Linked DNA regions of Mus musculus: regions 2, 3, 4, 5, 6 and 7 are each linked to region 1. The links are chromatin contacts, called in public HiCAR-type and promoter capture Hi-C maps. All regions are on one chromosome and are shown on one strand. Each heading gives the region's core, a stretch centred on a gene start, on an enhancer-like site or on the middle of the called end of the contact. The rest is flanking DNA. Distances are from core to core; before and after follow the strand shown. Region 1 holds the start of Mfsd14b (major facilitator superfamily domain containing 14B). Region 2 holds the start of Zfp729a (zinc finger protein 729a). Region 3 holds the start of Zfp729b (zinc finger protein 729b). Region 4 holds the start of 9430065F17Rik (RIKEN cDNA 9430065F17 gene). Region 5 holds the start of Zfp87 (zinc finger protein 87). Region 6 holds the start of Zfp874b (zinc finger protein 874b). Region 7 holds the start of Zfp459 (zinc finger protein 459).

Region 1 (2,702 bases), core at 114-2,613:
TGTTTGAATTTTGACTTGAGATTTCATTCTGCATACTACTAATTCTCTACCCTCCCAATTGTACCAAAGATGAATTCACACAGTCAAGTATGCACTTGGAACCACTTAGTATTCTTTAACAGAAATTAAATATGCAAGCTTAAAAACAGGAAAAACACATGACCACACATATCATATTTAAATAAATTCCTATTTCTCATTGAACAAACTTTCCCATAGTTGCAAGAGTTTGTACTCAATTCACTGCAAAACTTTAAGTTTTAAGTCCTAAGTAGATCCTTCCCCAAAAATCCTTTTTATACTTATGACTGAAGAAATGACATTAGTCCCTGTGCTTAGTTTCCAACCATTAAAAGAAGAAGAAGAAAAAGTGGCACTGGTAAGGTCTGTACTGTGAATCCAGGTCAAGGAAAATAAGCCTTCCCTAGCTGTCAAACTCATCTCAACTTTACATGTCACTAAAGGAGATCAGGCTGAACTTTCACCTTCAGGTACAGAGATCTTCAGCTTCCTCTTACTACACTAAGGCCACTTCTGAAACCCAGAGGAGGAGGAAGTATCAGGCGCCTCCCACTTTGACCTCCAGCATCCCTGTAGGCAATTCCGGAGACTGCGAAAAATGAAGGCTTTAAGACAGACTGACACACACACACTGTCTAAGTTGCTGTGGACAAAATCTGTGCCCAGAAGATTTCTGTCAATTTGCACAGAATTATATCCAAATTATATTACTGTCCCGCGTCTGGTGGCTTTTGAATCAATAACCAAATCTCCTAGAGGTTCGTCTGGGGAGGAGTTGATAGGAAAGCCAGCTTTTCAAAGAACCTGGCTCTCCTAGAACAGCCACAATCCCAGAGTCCCTGTCCGAACCCAGTCAAAACTTACCCAGCTGCCGCTCGCGGCCTGAGCGCTCCCGCGCTTCTCAGGCATGGTTGACGCCTTGGGTGAGGCCACCGCCTTCCACCTCGGCTCCTCCGGCGACTCCCCGTCCGTGCTCATGCCGCCGTCATGCCAGAGCAGGTTCGGAGCGCTCCAAGACACTGGCGACGCCGCCACTGCGGCGGCGGGGCCCGAGCCTTCATGGGCTCCGCGATCCGCAGCGGCCTGCCGCTCGGGCGGCGGCGCCAGTGGCGACACCGGCTGCTGAGAGGACGCCGAGGCTGGATCCGTGCAGGAAGCGAACAGGGCCCTCAACTATTCAGTGGTGGTCGTGAACACAGGACCCCGACACTGGCAGTGAGTAGTTTTCAGTAGCGCCCGAACAGTCGGGAGACGGCGTCCCGCCCGGAGAACTCAGCAAAGGCAGCTCCCGCCTAGAACGCCCACCCCTCTCCAGAAGCTCGGGCAAGCTCCGCCCAGACTGCGTAGCGCATCAAAACTGCGTCATCTTCTAGGGACTCCAGGCCTATAGATTTTAACGGAGACTGGAAGGACCCAAAGCGTTCCTGATTGGATTAGACTGCCCGCGAGTCCTAGGGACTGTTTACTCCTACCCCGGGCTAGAATTCCAACTGCACGTCATCCCACCTTCCCCCTTTTCGTGGGTTTTAGGGATCTGACTTGGGTCCTTAGGTAGCATAGGAACTGAGTTCTTTCCAGCCCCTACCCCAAGTAAATGATTTTTTACTAGATATTTTCTTTATTTACATTTCAAATGTTATCCCCTTTCCTAGGATGATAGTTATAAAAAGAACAAACTGACACACAGCCCCTGGAACTGTAATCCTGCAATGGGGAAGTGGTCTACAATTGACAGGATTTCAGAAGCCTCCAACCATGCACTGATTAACAGAAAATTACACAGAATATATTGCTCAGTGGTAGAGCACTTCCCTGGTATTCCAATAGGCTCTAGCTATGCTCACTCCCCAGAGGCAAGCACGCACGCTCGCACTTACTAAACCTAGAACTTTCTTATCCACAATCTCAGGCAGATTGTCCTCAACCCTTCTTCATATATGACCCAGGCTGGCCTTAAATACATGTTGATGATCTTGCCTCAGTTTTCCATATGCTGGGTGTCGGTTTAAGCCACCACACTGGACATTGTTCTTAATTGTTAAATATAACTGGAGACAGAATGTTTAAACAAGTCAAGCACATTTACAGATTTCTGTCATTTTTGTAAATTATATTGTTAATCTCACAGACGTGAATCGAAAGATCACCAACCCAAATTATGGCCAGTTTAAAGCAAGATTTATTGTGTACAAACCAGAGACAAATCAGCAGCTGTCTCCCCCTAAAACGGGGTTCACAATACCAGCCCCAAGCCAACTTCTCAAGCCCTTTATATAGGGCAAAACCATGGGGTGGGGGATTTTGCATGGAATCGTAGATACAGAAGTGAAACCAGGTGGTCAAGGTTAAAGTGGGTCATGGAACAATGGGTATTGGTATAGAACATTCTCAAAAACAGGTAGCTGGGGCGGGAGGTATTACAGTACATTCTATGGTTACTGGGCTAGGGTGCAGCCCATCTCTGAGAAATATATAAACTTCAAGTTTTATAGTAAACAGAAACTTAACTTGGCTATAGACTCGAATTGAGATGGGCTGGCTTCTCAATATCCTTTAATGAGCCTAAGTTTTCCTTCTGTTTCAACCATGTTTTGTTGATTCTGAGCCTGCCCTCTATACTACCTACACAAAAACATCTAATACCATTTGGTTAAAATGCCAGCCTGGACCTCGTGTCTTTC
Region 2 (2,702 bases), core at 145-2,644, 2.5 Mb after region 1:
TCTTAGCCCTTTAAGAGGAGAACTGTGCATTTTTACATGAACATAAACCTACTATGTGTAAATCATAAGACCCCAAGAGTGCCACGGCTTTTGAAATTTATATTACAACTTTTCAAAATATTTATTTATTTATTTATATGAGCATTCTTTTGCTGACATACCAGAAGAGAACATCAGATCCAATAATAGACGGTTGGGAGCCAACAAGTGGTTGCTGGAATTAAACTCAGGACCTTTGGAAGAATAGGCATGCTCTTAACCAATAAGCCATCTCTCCTTCCCTATCTTACAGCTTTTCAAATACAGTTGAAAAAATTGGAGAATTCTTTCTAAAACTATTAAGGGTGTGTCACTAAACCTGAATGTCACATTGAGGGACAAAAGAAAATTTAAAAGAGTTCAGACACTGCTGATAACGTGAACTCTAGGAAGAAAAGCACGTGAAGAGACAACAATGTACAGAGTCTGGCAGATTAGAAAGCAATGCACAGAGCCTGGCAGATGAGCAGAGGCATTTCCCCCTTCCCTTTCAGACTTTCCAGTGCCACCCTGTGATCTCTCATCACCCCAAGTCGTCTCTCACATCTGAAAAGGAGTCAAAATTTTGGACACAACACATACTCAGAACTGTTGAGGTATTATTGTCTAGTGATTTTTAATCTTTAGTGTAAAATCCTATTTATTTGGATTGTGCAAACACTGGTTCATACCAACTACAAGATTATTTTGTGGTTTTATAGCCATGTATTGTCGCATTCAGGTCACAAAGGTGTCTATCAGAAAATGTGATTTGAATCAGGGCATCCGTGAGTCTAACAATTCATTCCAAAGGAACAGGAACTAACATCCCACACAACAGTTTGCCCTCCCTCACAGGATTCTTGCTCCTTGGACACTAGGAACTTTAGGAAGCTGTTTGAGCTCAAACCAGGAGTAGTCTCCAGGACATAACATACAGAGGGCGCTACAAGTCCAAGTGCTCTGTATGCCCTGAGAATCTGACTACAGTCACGTGAGAACGGGTCAGCTAGGTAATGATGAGTGCGCTCCCGTCAGCATCTCGGGAACAGGCAGTCAGCAGACCCAGCCTGCCCTTGCCATCCTGTTGTTTTCAACCTTCTCCCCTTCAAACCCGTGCCCAGGCGCAGCGGCCCAGCTTAGGTCAGCACAGCATCTCCAGGTCAGCAGCTTCCTGCCTCTCAACAAGCCCGAGCCAGCTCCCTCCGTGCCCTACCTGCCACCCTGCACAGCCCCTCAGACCTGAAAGAAGGCGCTGGTCCCTGCACCGAACTCCATCTCAGAAATCCAGATGCAGCGCTGAGCAGGACAACTGCATACATTTGAGGAGTGAAGTTTGAAGGAAGAATAAGGAAGTTCGAGTCCGATGGCCCTTTCTAATGACGAAACAGGAACCAGGACTACACTTCCCACAAGTCAGTTGGAAGGACTTACAGGGACCCCACCTAAGATGTCTTGTGCATTGCCTGCCTTGCGGTCCAGCTGTGGGCAGCTGAAGTTGGAAAGAACTAAGCTGCAGCACATGGGCAGCCACAGGGAAAGTGGGCTTTTAAAAAAGTCTTTGGTTACAGCAAGCGATGTTAGCCTGTGAGCTGAGTTTCACAGTAATGTTTATCACATTTCCTTGTTATCTCTGCTAAAACATTGTGAGATTAAAGCTTCGATCTTTCTTTCTTTTTTTTTTTTCCCCTTGGTTTTTTAAAGCACAGATTTACTTATGGAATATTACTACCGAATGGAAAATTCATGCTTTCATTGTTTATTTAAAATATGAAAGCAGGAAGTTAATGTAGGAGTGGGCATTATCTCTTTAATATGCTATCAAAACCATCCCAGGTGCTGAAGACAGAATTAGAAATCAAACTGAGTCACCACGAAGTGTTTTCTGAGCACTTGCTTTCCTCCTCTGAATCTCTCCCAAGAGGAGGGGCAGAGCTCCTTGGATCACAATGGTGTGTGTACTGGCTCTTCAATTTCCCTCTGTGTTTGGTTTGATGTTCCTTATTGATTTTCCTGTCTCCACTGATCCTGTCATCATTCACATTTGATAATACTTGAACATTACTGGTAGCTGCCTTGCACTTCCCTCACTTCTCCTAAACAGAACACCGAGATAGTTCCTCCTGGAATTCAAAGGTATCAGAAATATGTTCATATCACTGTAAAATGAGGTCGATGTATTAAAGAAGTTAGACTGGAAACTTGGAGTATGGAGAATTCCCATCTTTTCGTGGGAAGGTTTATTCCTGTGTAGTTCATGCTTGAGTTAAAGCTACAAATGGCATTACAGAAAAGTCTTCATACTTCCCTGAGGCACAATAATTCAAAGCCAAGCTGTTTCAGAGCAGAGACTGTGCAAAATCCCATTCCAATTTTTCTTCTCTAGGGAGTGTGTTTGCCTAGGGATCAGAACAGATTCCTTAACTTAGAAAAACTAGAGTCAACAAGCAGTACATTCACCTGGACATTTGATTGGCATGTCTGTTTAGAATGAGGTCATGAGTGGTCTGTCATCCCCCTGATGGCTGTAGTGAAGGGCATTGCCAACAACCAGAAGGACTTAACATTTCTGAGCATAGTTAGTTTTCCAATATGTGTATGTGTTGAGGTTTGGTATGTTGCTATGTATTGTAATACTAAATTTTATATCTGAAGGTCTAAGCTTACCATGGACCTCTCACATT
Region 3 (2,702 bases), core at 112-2,611, 2.5 Mb after region 1:
TTTCTTTCTTTCTTTCAGCATTCTTTTGCTGACATACCAGAAGAGAACATCATATCCAAATATATATGGTTAGGAGCCAACAAGTGCTTGCTGGGAATTAAACTCAGGACCTTTGGAAGAACAGGCAGTGCTCTTAACCACTGAGCCATCTCTCCAGCCATATCTTACAGCTTTTCAGATACAGTTGAAAAAATTGGAGAATTCTTTCTAAAACTATTAAGAAGGGTGTGTCACTAAACCTGAATGTCACATTGAGGGACAAAGGAAAATTTAAAAGAGTTCAGACACTGCTGATAACGTGAACACAAAGATGAAAAGCACGTGAAGAGACAGCAATGTACAGACTCTGGCAGATTAGAGAAATGTACAGATCCTAGTAGATTAGAGAGCAATGCACAGAGCCTGGCAGATTAGAAAGCAATGCACAGAGTCTGGCAGATTAGAAAGCAATGCACAGAGCCTGACAGATGAGCAGAGCCATTTCCCCCTTCCCTTTCAGACTTTCCACCCCACCCTGAGGTCTCTCATCACACCAAGTCGTCTCTCACATCTGAAAAGGAGCCCAAATTTTGGACACAACACATACTCAGAACTGTTGAGGTATTATTGTCTAGTTATTAATCTTTAGTGTAAAATCCTATTTATTTGGATTTTGCAAACAGTGCTTCATACCAACTACAAGATTATTTTGTGATTTTATAGCCATGTATTGTCGCATTCAGGTCACAAAGGTGTCTATCAGAAAATCTTATTTGAATCAGGGCATCCATGAGTCGAACAATTCGTTCCAAAGGAACTAACATCCCACACGACAGTTTGCCCTCCCTCACAGGATTCTTGCTCCTTGGACACTAGGAACTTTAGGAAGCTGCTTGAGCTCAAACCAGAAGTAGACTCTAGGACATAACATACAGAGGGCGCTACATGTCCAAGTGCTCTGTATGTCCTGAGAATCTGACTACAGTCACGTGAGAAGGGGTCAGCTAGGTAATGATGAGTGCGCTCTTGTCAGCATCTCAGGAACAGGCAGTCAGCAGACCCAGCCTGCCCTTGCCATCCTGTTGTTTTCAGTCTTCTCCCCTTCAAACCTGTGCCCAGGCGCAGCGGCCCAGCCTAGGTCAGCAGCTTCCTGCCTCACAACAAGCCCGAGCCAGCTCCCTCCGTGCCCTACCTGCCACCCTGCACAGCCCCTCAGACCTGAAAGATGGCGCTGCTCCCTGCACTAACCTCCATGTCAGAAATCCAGATGCAGCGCTGAGGAGGACAACTGCACACATTTGAGGAGTGAAGTTTGAAGAATAAGGAAGTTCGATTCCGGCGGCCCTTTCTGATGATGTCACAGGACCCGGGACTACATTTCCCACAAGTCAGTTGGAAGGATTTACAGGGAACCCCCCCCCCCCCCCAAGAGGTCTTGTGCATTGCCTGCCTTGCAGTCCAGCTGTGGGCAGCTGAAGTTGGAAAGAACCAGGCTGCCGCACGTGGCAGCAACAGGGAAAGTGGGCGTTTAAAAAAGTCTTTGTTTGCCGGGCAGTGGTGGCGCACGCCTTTAATCCCAGCACTCGGGAGGCAGAGGCAGGAGGATTTCTGAGTTCGAGGCCAGCCTGGTCTACAAAGTGAGTTCCAGGACAGCCAGAGCTACACAGAAAAACCCTGTCTCAAAAAAAAAAAAAAAAAAAAAAACCAAAAAAAAAAAAAAAAAAAGTCTTTGGTCACAGCACGCGATGTTAGCCTGTGAGCTGAGCTTTTCATAGTAATGTTTATCGCATTTCCTTGTTATCTCTGTTAAAACATTGTGATTTTAAAGCTTCGATTTTTTGTTTTGTTTTGTTTTTTTAAAGTACAGAACTACTTATGGAATGTTACTACCGAGTGGAAAATTCATGCTTTCATGGTTTACTTAAAATATGAAAGCAGGAAGTTAATATAAGAGTGGGCATTATCTCTTTAAGACGCTATGGAAACCATCCCAGGTGCTTAAGACAGAATTAGAAATCAAACTGAGTCACCACCAAGTGTTTTCTGAGCACTTGCTTTCCTCCTCTGAATCTCTCCCAAGAGGAGGGGCAGAGCTCCTTGGATCACAATGGTGAGTGTACTGGCTCTTCAATTTCCCTCTGTGTTTGGTTTGATGTTCCTTATTGATTTTCCTGTCTCCACTGATCCTGTCATCATTCACATTTGATAATACTTGAACATTACTGGTAGCTGCCTTGCACTTCCCTCACTTCTCCTAAGCAGAACACTGAGATAGTTTCCCGTGGAATACAAAGGTATCAGAAATATGCTCATATCACTGTAAAATGAGGTGATGTATTAAAGAAGTTAGACTGGAAACTTGGAGTATTGAGAATTCCCATCTTTTCGTAAGAAGGTTTATTCCTGTGTAGTTCATGCTTGAGTTAAAGCTACAAATGGCATTACAGAAAAGACTTCATACTTCCCTGAGGCATAATAATTTAAAAGCAAGCTGTTTCAGAGCAGAGACTGTGCAAAATCCCTATCCAAATATTCTTCTCTAGGGAGTGTGTTTGCCTAGGGATCAGAACAGATTCCTTAATTTAGAAAAACTAGAGTCAACAAACAGTACATTCACCTGGACATTTGATTGGCATGTCTGTTTAGAATGAGGTCATGAGTGGTCTGTCATCCCCCTGATGGCTGTAGTGAAGGGCATTACCAACAACCAGAAGGACTTAACA
Region 4 (2,702 bases), core at 85-2,584, 2.4 Mb after region 1:
TCTAAAATGAGTAATTCCTTCCCTCATATTTTCACTTGTACAAACAAAAGACTATGTGAGCAGCCCACTGTGAAAAAACTACAGGATCCCGAGTGAACCATAGCTCTTAAAGTCATCTCTTACTCTTTTGACCCAGTATAAAAACTTGGGAGAAACGGTTCCGGACGAACTGTTTAAGGGCACTCGTGGAACACAGATCCCACAACTAGTGACAGTTTTAGACACAGTATGCAGTGGACAACGACGGGAGAAAACCATGGGATCGATCAGAGAGCACTGTAAGCATCCGGTCAGGTAGGCAGGACTATTTCTCTTTCCCAGAGAAACTCAAGCACCTCTGTCCCCTTACAGTCAATCCCTAGACACCCTTGTAGCCTCTAGCCAACTCATCTCCCACAAACTAATGGCATCATAATTCCCAATGGAATTGGATGAGTTATTCTTCTCCAGTACAGTGCAGGATCAGTAATTTCTTGTTTTGCAAAGCTAGAATCTTTTCCTTTAGGGGATCATTCTAGCTCTGCATGGGGGTGTTAGTCTGAGGATTCAGGTCACAGCAGTGATCATTAAGTATTCCTATTTAAAACGGCAGTCCATAAATCTCTGTTCCAATGAAAATGGGATTAACATCCCATGCATCAATCTCTCTCGCAAAACTCTCCGTCCTTGGAAACTAGTAACTCTATGAACTTCTATCAATACAAACTAAAAGTATTAGGCCGGCTATAAAGTACAGGAGGGGCCAGATCTCCACTTGGTCTAGGTGTCCTGAGAAAACTGACAAGCGCGGGGAAGGCGTGGGTCCATAGCCAATCTGAGATGTATGAGTCCACCACCACCACTTCCAGGTACAGGTTACGAGCAGACCCGCCTGTCCGAGCAATCCTGGATTTTCATATTCCCAATTCCTTTCTTACCAATACAGCCTCTATAAGAGACCCAGGCAGCTACTCTGAGCTCACAAGAGCGTTCACTTCCAGCACCAACCGCATGCCCTCTCCCCGGCCCCAGCAGGCTTCCAGACGCTGTGGCCCAGCCTAGGTCAGCAGGGCTCCACCAAGTCTGTTCTTCCCGCCTCCGGGCCACCCCTCCTCCGCCGCCTCCGGGCCGGACCCGCCCTCGGTCCCTCCGACCTGCAGCGGTACGCGACACCCTGGACCAACCTCCATGTCAGCGATGCAAGCCGAGCGCGGAGCAGGACCAGAGAATCGCCCAACTTTGAGAGAAAATGCACTAGTGCAGTCGCAATGCGGAAGTGCCGTTTCCACAATGGCTCCTTGTGAAGCGATCCAACGGAAGACTACACTTCCCACAAGTCTGTGCGACGAGGCGCCAGGAAAACAGGCTGGTGACGTGTGTGTTTCCTGTGTTTCTTCACCTCTGCAGGTGAGGATGGATGGGAACGCGAGCATTTTTTGCACTGGGACAGCCATAGGGAGTCGGGCTGCTTTTAAAATCCCGGGTTCACTACCGGAGATGTTTGAATGTGAGTCGAGCCTTTGACTCTAATGTTTGCTGATTATTTCTGGTCAATCTGTACTGATTTAAAACTCAAAGTCTACTTATTATGAGGTTTATTCCATATGTAAAATTCACGTTGACTCAATTTAACTTTAAAATAAATCAGCAAAAAATTGTATGGAAATGACCACTTTCTGTTAAGATGATTTTACAATCAGCCTATTTGTCACTCCGTGTCTTCGCAGATGCTCAGGAGCTTAAGACAGAAGGATGCCAAATCCAAGGATAACCTGGGCAAAAGGTACAAACTACAAAAAAGGGTTACTGAGCATCTTAGGGGTAAAGTCCCTGCTTGCCTGGGATGAAGAAGGCTTTAGTTATAAATACACCACTACAATAGACAATCTCGTCCTGTAGTTAAATAAAATAACCAGTTTGCCACAGCTGGAAAAAAAGTCTTAGTGTGAACATTGGAATCCATACAGTGTAGTGCACAGGTCAAGGTGCACAGATATGATTTAAAATTATAGAACAAAATTAAAAGCCCAGCTCTCTAGAATTCACTTGTAAAGAACTCAGAGAATCTAACTGGGAACATAGAAATAATGAATGAATGAATAAAGATAGATTGGCACCATTGGGACCTCCTATCTCCTCGTAAATATCTAGTGCTGTACTGGTCATGCCAAAGACCAAAGAACAAACCTTTTTAGAAAGAAGAGTCTGGACTCGTGACGGACAGTGGTTCACAAGGAAGCTAAATCTCAGCTGAGAAGGAAAGTCTTTTTTTTTTTTTTTTTTTTTTAATAAGAAACTTGTGTCCTGCCGGGCAGTGGTGGCGCATGCCTTTTATCCCAGCACTTGGGAGGCAAAGGCAGACAGATTTCTGAGTTGGAGGCCAGCCTGGTCTACACAGTGAGTTCCAGGACAGCCAGGGCTATACAGAGAAACCCTGTCTCGAAAAACCAAAAAAAAAAAAAAAAAAAAAAAAAAAAAAAAAAAAAAAAAGAAAGAAAGAAAGAAAGAAAGAAAGAAAGAAAGAAAGAAACTTACTTGTGTCCTTTTTTATTCTTCCCTGAAATGTTTAAGAAGGAGTTTTAATAACTGGTTGGGGAGGGTGGTTGGAGAGATGGCTCAGCGGTTAAGAGCACTGACTGATCTTCCAGAGGTCCTGAGGTCAATTCCAGCAATCACGTGGTAGCTTACAACTATCTGTGGATCCCAATCCAGTGCCCTCTTCT
Region 5 (2,702 bases), core at 130-2,629, 2.4 Mb after region 1:
CTTAAAACCCATGTTCCTTATGAATAATAGGCTTTAATGCCACACAAACACTTGATTTGACTTAAAGTGTTGTGAACTACAAAACTATACAAGAGACAGGCCAAGGAGTCTATTATGGGCAAGGGACCCTAACTGAGCAAAAGCTCTTCAAATTCACCTTTCAATCTTTCTGACGTGGATAAACTGGCAAATGTTCAGGGAGCAACAGGGAACCTGAGTGCCACAGTCGGGGCAGTGATAGAGTAGTTGTTAAGGGAGGTTTAGATGTGCAGTGTCCAGAGATAGAAGAGAAGCTCACAATTGAAGAGCAACGTAAACACTGTTAGGTATTCAAGGTCACTTCTCCTCCCCAGGGACACTCAAGTCCTTTCCCCGAAGTCACTAATAATCTCCAGGCCATCTCTCTGCTCCCATCACCCCCTCATTTGTTTCAGAAAAGGAGTCCAAGCTTCTGACATTACACAATCTCTGACATAAGTGGATACGGTATTTTCTAGTATTTTACTCTACAATGTAGGATCAATAATATCCTGAATAAGCCTTCTCCTTTAGAACATTAGACTGTCTCTACATGTGAGTGTTAAGTGTGAAGATATAGATCACGGAGGTGGCCATGAAATATTCTCATTCAAAACAACACACCAAAAAAAACCTAACAATTTATTCCAAAGAGAATGGTACTAACATCCTATACACCAACCTCCTTAGCAGAACTCTGTCCCTGGAAACGAGGAGCAGCTATTAACTCAAACCAAGAATATTAGGCTGGCCATAAATAGGAGGTGCCAGATCTCCACTCGATCTAGAAGTTCTGAGAAATCTGACCACAGTCAAGTGGCCAAGTGATCACAGCCAACAGACTTCCTAAGGCAAGCAGGAATGTGGGCTCCCATTTACACCTCTGGCGCAAGGAGAGGGCCGGCCCACCCTGCGGGGGGGCAATACTGAACCTTCCACCATTCCACATTTCTGTGCTACAGAGCCAGCTCTCCCACCCCAGAAGCGTATACAGCCGCGTCCTAACAAAGCTTTCACTCACAGCGCCACCCCCATACTGCTCTCCCCACCCAGATTTGCATCCAGGCTCAGTTGGCCCAGCTTAGGTCAGCAGCACAGCATCACCAACTCGGCTTCTCCCTGCCTCTGGTCCACCTCGGCTCCGCTCCCTCCAAGCTGGACCACTCCCCTGCACATTCCCTCAGGCTGCACTGCTCCCTGGACCAACCTCCATGTCAGAGATCCGATCGAGAGCGAGGAGCAGGACACAGCACCGCTAACTTAGGGGAAGACAAACGTCTGCAGACGGGATGCGGAAGTGCGGTTCGCAGAGCGGCTGCTTGTGACGTCACAGAGGGCACGACTACATTTCCCAGAGTTCTGTGTTCTCCCTACTGACAGCGGAGGAGGGTGGAAAGAAAGGAGAGGTGTCAGCACTGGGACAAAAGCCCACAGTCAGGCTGCTTTAAAAGTTCCGGTTGTAAAACGGACGTGCTAGAACATCCGTTGAGGCTTTGATAGGAGGGGTTATTAGTTGTATCTGGTCAAACTGTAGTTTAAAAACTCGTCTACTAATTATAAAATTGGAACCTGCACCAAAAGTTGACAATCATTTAATTGTACTTTAAAATAAGGAAACAAGAGGCTAAAGTGGAGTGAGTGCTATTACTTAGAGATGCTTTTTGACATCAACTTCGGTGTTTAAAATGAAAGGATTACAAATCCAAAGCGTTCTAGGCACTTTACAGAGACCTTGTCTCAAAATACAAAGTACAAAACTAGCAAAGGGGGTAGACTACGTGCCTAGAATGAAGGAAGACTTAATTTAATGCTCAACTTGTACATACTCCATTTTTCCATGTGTGCTGACAAGCCTGTGAGCATACATGCATTAGACTCCACAGCTGGGAAAACAAACAAAAACACTTTCCTGTGAGCACTGGAATCCATACAGTGAAGGAGGTAGGTCAGAGACATAGACGTTAAAAAAAAAAAATCTCTGAACGAGGTTATAAGTACTACCCTCACATTTACATGTGAAGACTTTCCAGAATCCATTGGTGGATCCTTGATCTCTCCATTTGTCCCTTGCTTACACTTTCATTCATTAATCTGCATAAGAACTTTAATTTTATGAGAACTATACCAGAACATCACCCACGTCTCCCTGGTTCACCACAAACAGAGAAGTGTTTAACAGCAGGTGGTCTCTGAGCCTGTGAGTATCTCTTCTGCTTCTCTCCCAAGGAGGGCACAGTTCTTAGCATTGTACGGACTTCTGGTCCATCATCCATTGTAGAATTTCTCTCTGCATTAGGCATGGGGTATCTTGCTCTGTAGACCAGGCTTGCATTGGACTCAAAGATCCCCCTGATTCTGCTTCCCAAGTGCGGGGATTAAAGGCATGTGCTACCACTATCCATGGTATTTTTATCACTGTGGAGAACTCAACTTCTCTTTTCCTACTTAGTTCTCCTTGCAGTGATTAAGCATGTGTTGTAACCTCCGAATTGCTGATACTAGAGAGATACTTTAGTGTTGTGCACAGTTTGTCTCTGCATTTTTTGCTCCCACCCCCCACCCCCCTGGCCAGAAGCTCCCATCTTCCCTCTAGCCCTAGACAAGTATGCTACACAGACAGCTGGTTTCTGTGCTGTGTCCTCCTGCAGCAGCCTGAAACTCCCTCCCCCCACCTCTAGCATTAG
Region 6 (2,702 bases), core at 64-2,563, 2.4 Mb after region 1:
TAAAATCTGTCTTTCTTAGGAAGATTTTAATTAATCCTCCATTGAGAAACAGCTCAAGCCGGGCGTGGTGGCGCACGGCTTTAATCCCAGCACTCGGGAGGCAGAGGCAGGCGGATTTCTGAGTTCGAGGCCAGCCTGGTCTACAAAGTGAGCTCCAGGACAGCCAGGGCTATACAGAGAAACCCTGTCTCGAAAAAACCAAAAAAAAAAAAAAAAAAAAAAAGAGAAACAGCTCAATATCCTTTTAGCAAACATGGGTGTCAAGCTACTTTCAAGTGAGGAACTGAACAGCCTCCATGAGGGATTCCTATTCCAAGTGAATCTTCTTTAAATCCACAATTCATTTCAAAGAAAGTGGGATAAATATCACGTACACCAATGCTCCCTTCAGGACTCTGACCCTGGAACCTAGCAAGTTCTGTCACCTCAAAGCAAGACAAGAATAACTGCATGTGCGATGAATTAAAGACTAGCTCCATTTCCAACTGAGCGTTGTACAACACAGCAACAAAAACAAACAGCAAACAATAGTAACCGGACATGCATTCTGCTTTTTTTAATCTCTCTTAGCTGTGCTTGCTCAGAAAACAAACAAAAAATATAATGCCTTATGAAGCAGACCATCCCAAGTTGAGACAACTGTGTTTTGTGACTTAAAGAATTCCAACCCCTGTCTACCCTTTTGCAGCAGTTCTCAAACTGGCAAAGGAGATTGTGGCTCTAAATAAAGCAGTTTTGTTTCGTTGGTTTGTTTTTTACCTTTTAATTCCTAGTTTTATTTGGTGATCTTTCTCAGTGGTCCTGAACTCCGTAACAGACAGCCATAAAGTACAGAAAGGACCAGATCTCCTCTTATCTAAACATACTGAGCGATCCAGTAACATCCACGTGAGAGTGACCCAGCTAATACTTCCACCAGAAAGCTGGAAAGTGAACGCCCAGAATCACCATGACCAGGCAAAGACCTTCACCCAGCCAACATTGCCTAGGCAATCCTTGAACTTACAAGCTTCTCCATTCCTTGAATTCTGTCGGTCTAAACAGAGGTCAGTCCCACTAACCCCCGCAGCGCCCTCTCACCAGCCCTGTCCAGAAAGCTCCTCCAAATCAGCTCCTCCCAGCTTCCATTCCACCCGGTCCCTGTTCCCTCCGGACCTATGCACCCCGCACAGACCCTGGGGTGACTGAACCCTGGACCAACCTCCATGTCAGAGATCCAACGGGAGAGCACAGCAGGACCAGAGTCTGGCCCAGCTTTGGATAAGAGCCGCACATGCTTACCAAAAGCTGAACTCTTGTTTACCAAAGTACCGATCTGTGACGTCACCGTGCTACAGACTACATTTCCCACAAGTCTGTGCGATGGCGTTGCAGGAGTCTTAGGAGAGTGAGTTGTACTACAAAATGGTCCTGGATTTCTGCATTGATGTCTGTCACCTAGTTAGTGTCGCCTAGTTAAGAAGCATGGAGGCCACGAACTGAGCCCAGTTCTAACGAGCCGAGTGCATTCCTCAGTTTCTGTGGTCCAGCTTAAAGGGGCAGAGGATTTTCTTGGCAAAGTTCTTAATTTCTTCATTTCCGGTGAAATTTACAGCTATTTGAGGAAACTGCCTCAAGGCTTTGGCTTAATACCCAGTACTGCACATACTTAAGTGAGCCGCGTTCTCCTGTATTGACACCCTGTGTGAATATTTGTCAGTGTACTGAGTTACCAAGATGGTAAGAGATAGAGACACTCCAGGATGTGATAAGCTTTAGCAAAAGCCGCCGGGGAATCAGCTTCTGATGGACTGACAGCCAATGTGTCGGGTTTACCAGGATTGTTTTATAACTGAGGTTATGCTAAGCTTTTGATATTCCCAAAGAAGACAATGCCATGGATTTTAGGTAACAATCACGGATTATTTACAGGAGATCACCACAAGGCTTAAGCGCCATCACTCTGGATGCCCTGTGCAATGGCTCTTCTAGAAATCAACTACAAGCCGTACACAGATCACAAGCCACTGCAGGAAATCGTTTTCATGTGAATATTGGAATCCATTCGTGTCGGAGGTTAGTCAAGAGAAACAGACTAAATCATCGAACAATTTTATTTATTTATTTAGATTTTTCGAGACAGGGTTTCTCTGTTTAGACCTGGCTGTCCTGGAACTCACTTTGTAGACCAGGCTGGCCTCAAACTCAGAAATCTGCCTGCCTCTGCCTCCGGAGTATCGAACAATTTTAAAGTCCTCCTCTCTGTTGTTTATCAGTAAAGATCGCCCAGATCCATCGCAGATCCTTTGTCCATATTTTCAACCTTTAGCTTATGTAAGTGTTGTGGGTTGTCCTGATGTTGTTTGAATTTTCATGTTAATTCTGCATCCTCAAGAGGGGTGGCCCCCGGGAGAGTGGTGGATCAAGTACTCAGGTGCTCTCCTGTGAATCTTCTCCCCATTTACTGGTCAATAAAAGCAAAAGCCTGTGATTGGGCCGTGGAGAGGAAAGGTGAGAGAGGAGATCTTGGAGAGCGAGAGATGGGGAGGGAGAGATGACAGGAGAGGAGGAAGCAGCAGCTAAGATGGAGCTGAACCACGTGACCAGGAGAAACTGCAGATAACCAACGGTCTCCTAGCTGGGGATAAGTTAGTATAGTTCTGCCAATCTAGGTTTATTGCTTATAAATATAATAACTGGATTGTATGTGTTTTTGTACGGGA
Region 7 (2,702 bases), core at 59-2,558, 2.3 Mb after region 1:
GTTTGAATCCCACATGGATTGGGTCGGCAGAAGGGAAGCATGTGTACTTTGTAAGACACCAAAGTGTTGATTGCAGGGGTTTTCCACGGCTCTCACTGGAAGACATGGAATGAATCATAGAGAGTATTTCTCACGTCCATCAAGCATGATTAAATGTTTTCTGACACAGATTGAGGCAGCTTACATTGGCCTTGAATTTGCTATCAAGCAGGGGATGTCCAGAGGGTCCTGCCCCTCCCCCTCACAAATGCAGAGATAACAGGAATGTGCCTCACAGAAGGCTCAAGCTTCTTTTGATCACAGGCCTGTTTTCTCTAAATCACGTGAATACACACAGGTCTGTGAGCTCTTCCTCACCCTGCTGACCTGACACAAAAGCCTGGCCCCCTAAAACAAGGCCACGTGAGATTTTCCCCCTGATCATGGACTAGCTCAACAATTTAGCCCAGATGAAGACGTGGTGAGGCAAGCATTGTGGGCTAACCAAACATCCTGTCTTACCACCACCACCACCCCCAAATTACTCAACCCTAAATTAGGGATGGGGGACTTTTCAAAGGTTTGAGAAAAGCAGCCCGCAAGGTGAAACAGGCTTCAGCCTCCCTGGTTGGCACTCTGCTTTGTAGTCTTTCCCTCCATGTGTTGACTATGTGTGCTGTCTCAGCCCTAGTCAAAGCTTCTCTATAGCGGGTCCTTCTGGCAGATCTCCCTTCTGTGTTACAGAATTTCCCAACATGCCACCGGTTGCAAATCATATATATGTATTTAAATCATTCTTAATTCTTTAAATGGCAGAGAAAATGAATATAATCAAAACCATTACAATAGGCCGGCTACGGAGTGCCGGAGGAACCAGAAAACCCATTTACTGAGGAATCTCACAGCAGCCAGGTGAGAATGGGGCACCAGGTTAGTGTGCTTCCCAGCAGAGCAGGTATTACAGGAGCAGGTAGTCAGCTTACCACTATTAGCTTGCAATTCTTGCACTTGCACTATTATCCACTCCCCCGCTACCTACCTGCTCCGGTGTAGACTCGGGCTGCACGCAGTGTTCCAAAGAATCCTTCACAATCCCAAACACCCAGTCCCCTACCCTGCCCTGCAACCTCACCTGTCCCAGCCCGTTCAGCGCGGCAAGTCCATGCAGCTTCTTCCGCCCTCCCACCTAGCCTAGGTCCGCTCCCTCTGAGACGGAACCCAGCTCCCCAAGCTACGCTGCTCCCCCGACCAACCTCTAAGTCAGAGATGCTACAGGAATCTTCAGCATCACAGGACTCCAGTCCAACTTTCGGGAAGATTGACGAGTGTTGACCAAAAGCCGGGTGGGATTTGCTTGTGACGTCGGAGTCACGTGGGTACTGGATTGCGAGAAGAACTTCCTGGAGTCCAGGTAGGGCAACTTCTACTGTTCCTGGATTTCTTCTTGGAAACCTGCAGTAGAGTGTGGAAGGAAAATGCAGAGTTCCTATGACAACCACGGGGAGTCAGGATGGTTTTTGTAAAGAATACATGGCCTCAGAAGGCATTTTCCCCGATGCTGTAAGCTGCCCCTGCCCGCCTGCACAGAGGCTGCACTCGCGGTGCAGTTTACAGCATCGGGAAGAATGCCTTCTGAGGCCATGTGTTCTTTACAGTTTTCAACTCCACAGCCACAACAAGAGGTGTATGGATGTGAGTAGAGCCTTTCACAGAAATATTAGGCTTACAAGTCCTTTCTGGTCCACGTGTTCTGATTTTAATCTTACTACCCCCGGAAAAACATCATGTTGACTCAGTTGTACTTTAAAAAAATAATGAAGCACTACGCTGATGTAGAGATGAAAATTATCTTTTAAAAAGGGATTTTCAACTCAGCCTTGGTGTGCCTGATTACGCTCCTAGCTTCTCAGAGGTTACTGACAAATGGATCCAAGGCTGTAATGGACAATTTAAGTACACCTTCTTTCTAAATAAGAGGAAAACGTAAATACAAAACAAAACTTAGACAGATACGTGGTAAAGCAGTTTGGTGTAGTCCGACTATCAGTCAAAGTAGGTACCTTGAATGAGAGTCTGGGAACCGCCAAAACAAAAGTTCTGATCCAGGCTCAACTTTATTGCAAAGCAGCAGACTTACAAAGGCACAGAAGCGATCAATAGCCAATAGCTGCTCCAGTCAGGGTGTGTTATAACAAGGCTCTCACTCATCCATGCATGCTTTATGATTGGTTTTAGCTTCTACAGATGTCCACATACTTATTAACCACAGTGGGTTCATGCAGGCAATGGCAGTGACATATCTGGCCAATGCTGTTTCACTGTAGACATCACTATACCTGGCTCTGACTATCTTGTGGCTATCACTTCTCCCTCATGGATCCTTGAGGTTTGGCACTAGGGGTGTGATGTCGGTGTCCCACTTAGGTCAGTGCATCCACAGGGTATATTCCTTGCACTTTCAGGAAATGTGAGCTTGTGTGTTATTCTCCATCTACCACACAATTCATATTTTCTGACAGATTTTGAGAGGTGCCTGGATCTCTGGGTAGAAAACTATAACCTTCCCTCAGCCTGAAGCTGGCTGAGCCAGAACTTGACCTTGCTGCCACTAGGGAGATTACCTAGGGTGGAGCCTTCCTCCCTAGATCACTCTATTGTTCAGCCAGTGTCTCTGTTCCTCTTCAAGATACTGCTACCTGCTGAGAGGCCCCGGAGCTATTCCG

The links. Promoter capture Hi-C pulls out the DNA fragments that hold promoters and counts their contacts. HiCAR-type assays count read pairs that join an accessible place to other places.
Region 2: a contact with region 1 is called in a promoter capture Hi-C map of hippocampal neurons, with 4 times the contacts expected there. The contact joins the promoter of Zfp729a here to the promoter of Mfsd14b in region 1. A contact is called at or near these places in 1 of 39 promoter capture datasets (hippocampal neurons), 1 of 115 datasets of contacts at active chromatin or transcription factors (astrocytes) and 1 of 9 other capture datasets (liver).
Region 3: a promoter capture Hi-C map of pre-B cells shows a contact between it and region 1, with 10 times the contacts expected there. The contact joins the promoter of Zfp729b here to the promoter of Mfsd14b in region 1. A contact is called at or near these places in 3 of 39 promoter capture datasets (hippocampal neurons, liver and pre-B cells), 2 of 115 datasets of contacts at active chromatin or transcription factors (astrocytes and thymic regulatory T cells) and 1 of 9 other capture datasets (liver).
Region 4: a promoter capture Hi-C map of liver shows a contact between it and region 1, with 2.9 times the contacts expected there. The contact joins the promoter of 9430065F17Rik here to the promoter of Mfsd14b in region 1. A contact is called at or near these places in 2 of 39 promoter capture datasets (cranial neural crest and liver), 1 of 484 Hi-C or Micro-C datasets (CD4 T cells), 1 of 115 datasets of contacts at active chromatin or transcription factors (astrocytes) and 2 of 9 other capture datasets (adipose tissue and liver).
Region 5: a contact with region 1 is called in a HiCAR-type map of astrocytes, with 6 times the contacts expected there. The contact joins the promoter of Zfp87 here to the promoter of Mfsd14b in region 1. A contact is called at or near these places in 6 of 39 promoter capture datasets (cranial neural crest, hippocampal neurons, liver and 2 more) and 1 of 115 datasets of contacts at active chromatin or transcription factors (astrocytes).
Region 6: a promoter capture Hi-C map of second pharyngeal arch cranial neural crest shows a contact between it and region 1, with 5 times the contacts expected there. The contact joins the promoter of Zfp874b here to the promoter of Mfsd14b in region 1. A contact is called at or near these places in 4 of 39 promoter capture datasets (cranial neural crest, hippocampal neurons, neutrophils and 1 more).
Region 7: a promoter capture Hi-C map of hippocampal neurons shows a contact between it and region 1, with 2.9 times the contacts expected there. The contact joins the promoter of Zfp459 here to the promoter of Mfsd14b in region 1. A contact is called at or near these places in 3 of 39 promoter capture datasets (cranial neural crest, hippocampal neurons and liver) and 1 of 115 datasets of contacts at active chromatin or transcription factors (astrocytes).

Annotation. Positions count from the first base shown.
Region 1 is chr13:65,111,619-65,114,320 of GRCm38.p6, forward strand. Mfsd14b (major facilitator superfamily domain containing 14B) reads right to left here and starts at 1,364. Exons shown (of 12, transcript NM_133680.3): 1 at 886-1,364. The coding sequence starts at 999.
Region 2 is chr13:67,636,387-67,639,088 of GRCm38.p6, forward strand. It overlaps Zfp729a (zinc finger protein 729a), which reads right to left and starts at 1,395. Exons shown (of 4, transcript NM_183146.4): 1 at 1,261-1,395. The coding sequence starts at 1,296.
Region 3 is chr13:67,608,346-67,611,047 of GRCm38.p6, forward strand. It overlaps Zfp729b (zinc finger protein 729b), which reads right to left and starts at 1,362. Exons shown (of 4, transcript NM_001163246.2): 1 at 1,228-1,362. The coding sequence starts at 1,233.
Region 4 is chr13:67,551,868-67,554,569 of GRCm38.p6, forward strand. It overlaps 9430065F17Rik (RIKEN cDNA 9430065F17 gene), which reads left to right and starts at 1,335. Exons shown (of 5, transcript NR_131100.1): 1 at 1,335-1,386; 2 at 1,707-1,762. Zfp748 (zinc finger protein 748) reads right to left here and starts at 1,285. Exons shown (of 4, transcript NM_001035231.3): 1 at 1,164-1,285. The coding sequence starts at 1,169.
Region 5 is chr13:67,524,852-67,527,553 of GRCm38.p6, forward strand. It overlaps Zfp87 (zinc finger protein 87), which reads right to left and starts at 1,380. Exons shown (of 4, transcript NM_133228.3): 1 at 1,226-1,380. The coding sequence starts at 1,231.
Region 6 is chr13:67,482,940-67,485,641 of GRCm38.p6, forward strand. It overlaps Zfp874b (zinc finger protein 874b), which reads right to left and starts at 1,314. Exons shown (of 4, transcript NM_001076791.2): 1 at 1,202-1,314. The coding sequence starts at 1,207.
Region 7 is chr13:67,420,110-67,422,811 of GRCm38.p6, forward strand. Zfp459 (zinc finger protein 459) reads right to left here and starts at 1,309. Exons shown (of 4, transcript NM_177811.4): 1 at 1,233-1,309. Gm33787 (a long non-coding RNA gene) reads left to right here and starts at 1,334. Exons shown (of 2, transcript XR_382593.2): 1 at 1,334-1,390.